Regions from separate parts of the Astyanax mexicanus genome. Here region 2 is linked to region 1. A link is a contact called in public Hi-C data. All regions are on one chromosome and are shown on one strand. The core of a region is the stretch at or near the end of the contact, and the rest is flanking DNA. Distances in the headings are between cores, read along the strand shown.

Region 1 (3,138 bases), core at 374-2,873:
CAATTGTGTAATGAAAGATGACAATCACAGCAAAATAAATAGGAAACCAAAAGTGTGGAAAAAATTCTCAGCAGCAACTTTAATTTTATTGTTTGCATACAGTTGGCTGAAAGCTAAAATGTAAGGCATATAAATGTTACATTTTATACTGGGGTGTGTAAATGTAAAAGATAAATAAATGAAATAAATATCAGTTATTAGCCCAGAATTCCCAAATTAGTGCATCCCCAGTAATATTACGACTTGTTTTACATTCAGACGGAGCTAAAATCACTGAGGATCTCTGATAATAATTCAAATAAAACTACTCCCCTCTAAATAGGGCTACAAAAAGCCCTCTTATCTTGCAACTTGATTTAGAAGATTTATCATACAGAACTGCAGAATATTTTTTAATTGTAAAAATTCAAGCAGTTCGGTTTGTTTTGATGGCTTGTGATCATCCATCTTCCTCTTGATTATATTCCAGAAGTTTTCAATTTGGTAAAATCAAAGAAACTCATATATACTCAGCTGTATATATGACAGAAATAGCAGTGAAATTGAACTACATTAACTAACAGTAGCAAGTTAAGTTAGGCCTTGGCCTTTAATTTAATGAAGGCTTTAAGTCTATTGATTTTTATTTATTATGAGTTTATAATAATTCCAAACTAATGACAGTTAATTGGCATTTTAGCGCAGGTTTTTAGTTTACTTACTTTATTCACATTTCTATAGAAAATAAATGCCGTTAAACTATCATATATACCAGATTGCACATGTTCTAATAAATTAATTAATTATATAAACATTGGGTAATTACAACTTTTGATCATTTAGATTGATCAGGCTTTGTTATGTGATTCTAATCGCTGCTGTACCTGTAGTGCCTGCTGGGCAGTTGGTGCACACCGCCTCCTTGGTTTTGGGCACAAGTGCACATGTGGCCCCTGAGGGACACGGGCAGGGTTTACAATCAGAAGATGATCCAACTGTAGCATCGCCGTAAAAGCCGTCCTTACACCTTTCACAGCTCATTCCTGCAGTATTATCCTGGCAGTTACACATTCCTACAGAAACAGAAAGACAGACAGAATTAATGAAATGTGGTGAACTTCTTTGCCATGAGGGGGCAGTAAAAGAACACTTTTACATGGTATTCAGTGTAATAAGAAGTGCAGGCCACAAAAGTTCCTGTTTTTAGGGCCAATCAATCACATTAAACCTTATGCACCGACCAATCAGTTCCATTTATTTTGGGATAGGAAGCACAAACGATTAAAGAATTCTACTGATGTTGTATTTGTATTTGTGTGCTAGTCTTCACCCTCCTGGTGTTGGGGCATTACTAGTGATAAGGGAGTCCTAATGAGTGGGTTGGGTAATTGGCTGTGTAAATTGGGGAGAAAATGGGAATAAATTAGAATTAAATTTTTTAAATATACTTTGTTTTTTTTTGTCTACGTTTGCTGCTTGACAAATGAATTTCCCAGGCTGGGGATTAATAATGTAAAGTACTAGTATTAGTATTAGTATGAACTGTTTGAAGGTTTCTGAAGGAGACTGACCTGTTGCAGGGTCGCAGGTTTCGCTGTGTCCGTTGCAGTTACAGGGCTCACAGGGGCTGTAGAGACCCAGCTCAGGCCTGCTCCTCCTGTATCCCAGAGCGCACTGACCACAGTGCTGACCCACGTAACCCGGAGGACACGTACACTTCTCCACCCAGCGCGCTGGAGTTCCAGGACCGCGCCGTGCACTCACCAAAGACACGTTATCCAAGTACCCAGCACCTACACGCCAACAGAGGACAATCAGAGGTCAAGAAAACTGTATTTAACTGTATTTACTATCTCAGCTTTTATCAAATGTAAATCCAGAGTGATAAACACTCACTGTTTTCTGTATAAACACAGTTGTGGCGCGTATGAAAAGGTTAGGTCGTGAGTTGCGCTGTACTGTACACAGTGTGAGTGTTTGAGTAGAACAGTAGATACGTACTTCTCTCACTGTAGGTACCACGGATTTTGATGGAGGTAAGGTTGTGGAGAAGCTTCTGGAAGTCTCCGTGTGTCAGCACTGGCCTCCAGGGATAGTCTGTAGTCTGATGGAGTCTGTTAAAAACAAGGTTTAAAGATAAATTAAAAATAAATATGATATATACTGGGCAAAAAAAAAAAAAAGAGTAAGCAATATACTGTCTGATTAAATATTAGTGGCATTCAGTAATTATGTATGTTTGTAAATATTTACTAGAAACGTAAATTAAACCTAGAGGGGTAGGTTGAAGTCTTAGGGCTACATGGCTTCTAAATGGGTATTTTTCAGAAGCACATTCCATACAGGTTTATGAGGGTTATGAGAAATCACAGCATATTGTATTATCTTACTGTAATGTAGTTTTAATGTATTAGTGCATCTAAAAAAAAATTAATATAATTGAAAAGTTACTTTATTTCAGTAACTCATTTCAAAATGTGAAACTCATATAATATATATGTTTTACACACAGAGCTATCTATTTTAAGCATCTATCTATTTTATTGTTAATAATTATGGCTTACAGCCAATTAAAACCAAAAATCAGTATCTCAGAAAATGTGAATATCATAGAGGACCAAGTGGTATGTTTGGCAATGTGCCAAATCCTGCTGGAAAAAGAAATCTGTATCTCTATAAAAGTTGTCAGTAGCAGAGGGAAGCTTGAAGTGCTGTAAGATTTTGTGGGAAAACAGTGGACAGTGGATATAACGATAACCTGATTTAAGCTCAGCCTAGTTTCCTACCTGAAAACAAAAGTCTGCATCTGCTCTCCAGGATAAGAGTTTCCCTGTGCAATTAGGGGCACAGCAACTTGCAGCCCCGCCCCCTCCAGCATCACATCCTCAGCAGAGAGACGAGCGTCACGCCGATCCACCCGGAAGTTCAGAGTGAGGTTCTGTCCGTAGCTCAGCAAATGGTTACCAAGGAATTTCGCTAAAAAAAAGGAGCAAACATAAGAGAGTGAATATTTTCTTATTCTGAAACACAATAATTAAAATGTAAATGTATAAGTCACTTGACATTTTGTGTTAAATTCTGAAAGTCTGGGGCATGACATCATTTAAGTACCTGGTGCCACAAAGTACATGGGGAAGTAGTCATCAGAGATGAGGGAGA
Region 2 (3,138 bases), core at 324-2,823, 95 kb after region 1:
ATTTAATGGCAGCTCACTAATTTAGTTCACACAAACACTTGAACAAGCAACCAAGACTAGGTTTTATACGGACATCATCAGATTCCTTGAATACTAAATAGGGCTGCAACTTATTAATATAGGCGGCAATTTTGACATTAAAAATTGACTTTTAGTGTCGATTAATCTATCCCTTTTAACTGTAAAGGGGGAGGGTTTGATAACCAAAAGTGACCAAACAACAGATTTGATGGCAGAAATAATCATTAACAATCTAAAAAAATAATCATCAGATTGGTTGAATATCAAATTGGGCTGCAACCATTTAGTAACATAATTGGCAATAATCGGCAAAGCCGAATATAAAAAAAAAAACATTGACTACAAATTTCAGGGTCGATTAATCCTTCATTTGTAACTGCAAAGAAGGGATTGGTCACTAAAAGTCACTAAAAGTGACCAAACACAACAGACTTGAAATTTACTCACCAAATATCATTTAAATCCCATATTTTGATGTTCGTATCGTTTTGAGGAGATAGAGAAAGCCAAGAATATGAGCCATACCCTTAAGAAGCACTGATTGAGAAATAATCATTGACTAATCGAAAAAATAATCGTCAGATTAGTCGACCACTAAAATAATCATTAGTTGCAGCTCTATTCAATTAATGTACTTCATAATTAGTTATTAAAAAACCGTAACAACTTCCCAAAGCTTTTTTTTTTTTTTAAACTGAGACTCTTACCTAGATGCAGGGTGAGGTTGATGGAGTTGGGGTACTGGATGCCCGCCAGCATGGTCTGGCTTTGCCACCAGGTGGTATCCGCCTGGTTGTTGTAGTCGGTGAGGTAGACCGCGCTGTGGTGCTGCCTCGGGTCCCGGGCGTCGCAGATGTGGCAGGACTTGGTGACTCCGGTGACGCCGGTCTGCACGCAGTACTCCTCGGGCGGCGAGCCGCAGGTGTTGGTGGCGACCACGGTCACGTTAAAGGCGGCATTCACGAACTCGGGCATGCAGCGCTGAGGCCGCCCGGACTCGTCCGCGCACTCGTCCATGGCCGCGCGGCTGCACGTAGCCCACAGAGTCAGAGCGAGCGCGCTCACGACGAGGGCCAGACGGGACATGGTAACGTTATGGTGTTCGTGGAGCTGGAGCTAGAGGAGCAGGAGAAGTTGGAAAAGCTGGTGGCGCGTGTCCGTCGTCCTCAGAAAAGTTCTAAAAAGCTCACAAACCGCTCAGATAAATAAATAATCGCCCGTAGAAAGTTGTAGCGGCGACTCTCCAGCTACGGAGGGCTGGATCATGCGGGACGGTCGGGTCGCTGCAGAGAGAAACACTGCGGCGAAACTTTGCTGCACTTGTGTCCCGGTCCTGCGCTCTCTCTCTCCGGCGAACATCCACCGCTTTTACCGCCTCAATTTACGAGTTTAAGACCAGCGCCATGAAAAAAACACAGCTGGAGGGAAAAAGGGGAGAAGCTGGGGAAAGGAGAGGAGCTGGATCCGAGCAGACTACACCCTGCCAGCTAGTGCGCAAGTCAAACAAGTTGGAAGGGGAGGAAAAGTTGCAGGGTCTACTTCCGCCTGAAGGAAGCTTTGATGGCCAGCCGAGCCGCTGAAAAGGCGAGAGCAGCGGGACTGGGCGGAGCCTGCTGGAAAACCAGGCGTGGCTTGATGCGCGAGTGGGCGGGGTTTTTTTTGTGGTCTTCTAGTGATCAGTTTGTGGGGGGACGTCAGCAGTGAGCGACCTCGTAGGCGTTAACTGGATATTGGATCATGAATATTAGAGGAATGATAGGGACAGGGTTGCCAGGTCCAACAAAAGGACAATACTGCACAAAAAAAAAAAGAAAATAGTACCCATAGAAGAAAGGATAGGTGCACCACTATAAGGGAAGAAAAAAGGGTCTTGATTTTAAATGATAATCTTCTATTAAAGAACAAAGTAGGTGGGTGTATTTACCATGTATCAGTCTAAGAGTTTTGTAATAAAGACTAAGTCTTTGTGGAAAACACAGAAGTTAGGCTTTACTTTAAGATAGTTAGCTTTATGGATAAAAAAAATCCCAGGGTGATAATATTGTTAATGAGAAAGACATCATTGTAATTGTACATATACAGTAAATTATTTATTTGTTTTAATACCAAACCGTTGTTGAATAAAGTGACTGGGAGGATAGATTCCATTTAAAGTTTTAAAGTGGACTTCTTTGGCTTTTGAAACAACTGGATATTTGAGGTCTCTGGTACTCAACTTCTGAATTGATTGTAGTGAGAACCTTAAACTAGCCCAAAATATATGTCTGACACACGTTTGAAGCAAATTTCAAAACAACTATGAGTGTATGACTTAGTATTTTGTTTACAAAAGTTGTGAGTCTCTGATAAACTACAATATTAATATACACATTATTTGTGATTTAATATGTAATCTATATTGTATGTAATCTCCACCAGAAGCATGATGAGAAATAATCTCACAAAGAAACCAGTTGCAGTATTGCAGTTAGAGATCCCCAGTCTTTGCAAAATCTTAGCCTGTGACTAAAAAGTATGAGACTTGTCTTTAGATGTGAGAGGGTGTCAGAGTTTAGTGTGTTAAAAGTCTTCAGAGTTTTTTAAAGTCATGTGGTACAAAAGGTGGAACGAAATTGTATTCTCATAGTTCAGTTACATCCAAAAAAGACAATTGTTAAAATAAGATAAATATAAAGATGAAATAAAATAAAATTGACTAAAATAAAATCAAATAAGATAGATATCAAGATAAAAACACAAAATATAAAGCGGAGTAGAAAAATAAGAAAGTAGCAGAAACTTTAAGTCTAGAGTGCAAATTAGCTGTAGCAGCATGGATAGTGTGAATGAAGAGCAGTAACATGATAAAGTGTTGTTAATTATTCTAACAGAAGTATATCTGCAGCAGTAGATCCGGTTATTGCAACAAAAGCGCTTTCTAAATACATTAAATGGCCAGTTTTACCCAAGAGCAAAGAGACTCATTTCAAAACCTGCCATTAAAAATATACCTGATGGCGATTTTATACATAAATGATTTATGTTAATATATAAGATCTGGTCAGTTGTGGTTTTTGTGACTGTCCTGTAGAATCTATTGTACACCTTTTTTCACTTGTCCTGTTTTAAAATAAATTT

Evidence for each region. Hi-C and Micro-C count contacts between places; a contact is called where the count stands out from the background.
Region 2: a contact with region 1 is called in a Hi-C map of muscle, with 11 times the contacts expected there. The contact joins the promoter of lamc1 here to the enhancer-like site in region 1. A contact is called at or near these places in 2 of 3 Hi-C or Micro-C datasets (both in muscle).

The regions. Positions count from the first base shown.
Region 1 is chr8:50,873,333-50,876,470 of AstMex3_surface, forward strand. lamc1 (laminin, gamma 1) reads right to left here. Exons shown (of 28, transcript XM_022677891.2): 9 at 3,091-3,138; 10 at 2,766-2,955; 11 at 1,981-2,093; 12 at 1,551-1,772; 13 at 864-1,052. Among protein-coding and RNA genes, the nearest start is that of lamc2, 35 kb to the left of the region's middle. Within about 2 kb of position 1,624, the one cell type or tissue checked has an H3K27ac peak away from gene starts, as active enhancers do.
Region 2 is chr8:50,968,706-50,971,843 of AstMex3_surface, forward strand. lamc1 (laminin, gamma 1) reads right to left here and starts at 1,574. Exons shown (of 28, transcript XM_022677891.2): 1 at 729-1,574. The coding sequence starts at 1,107.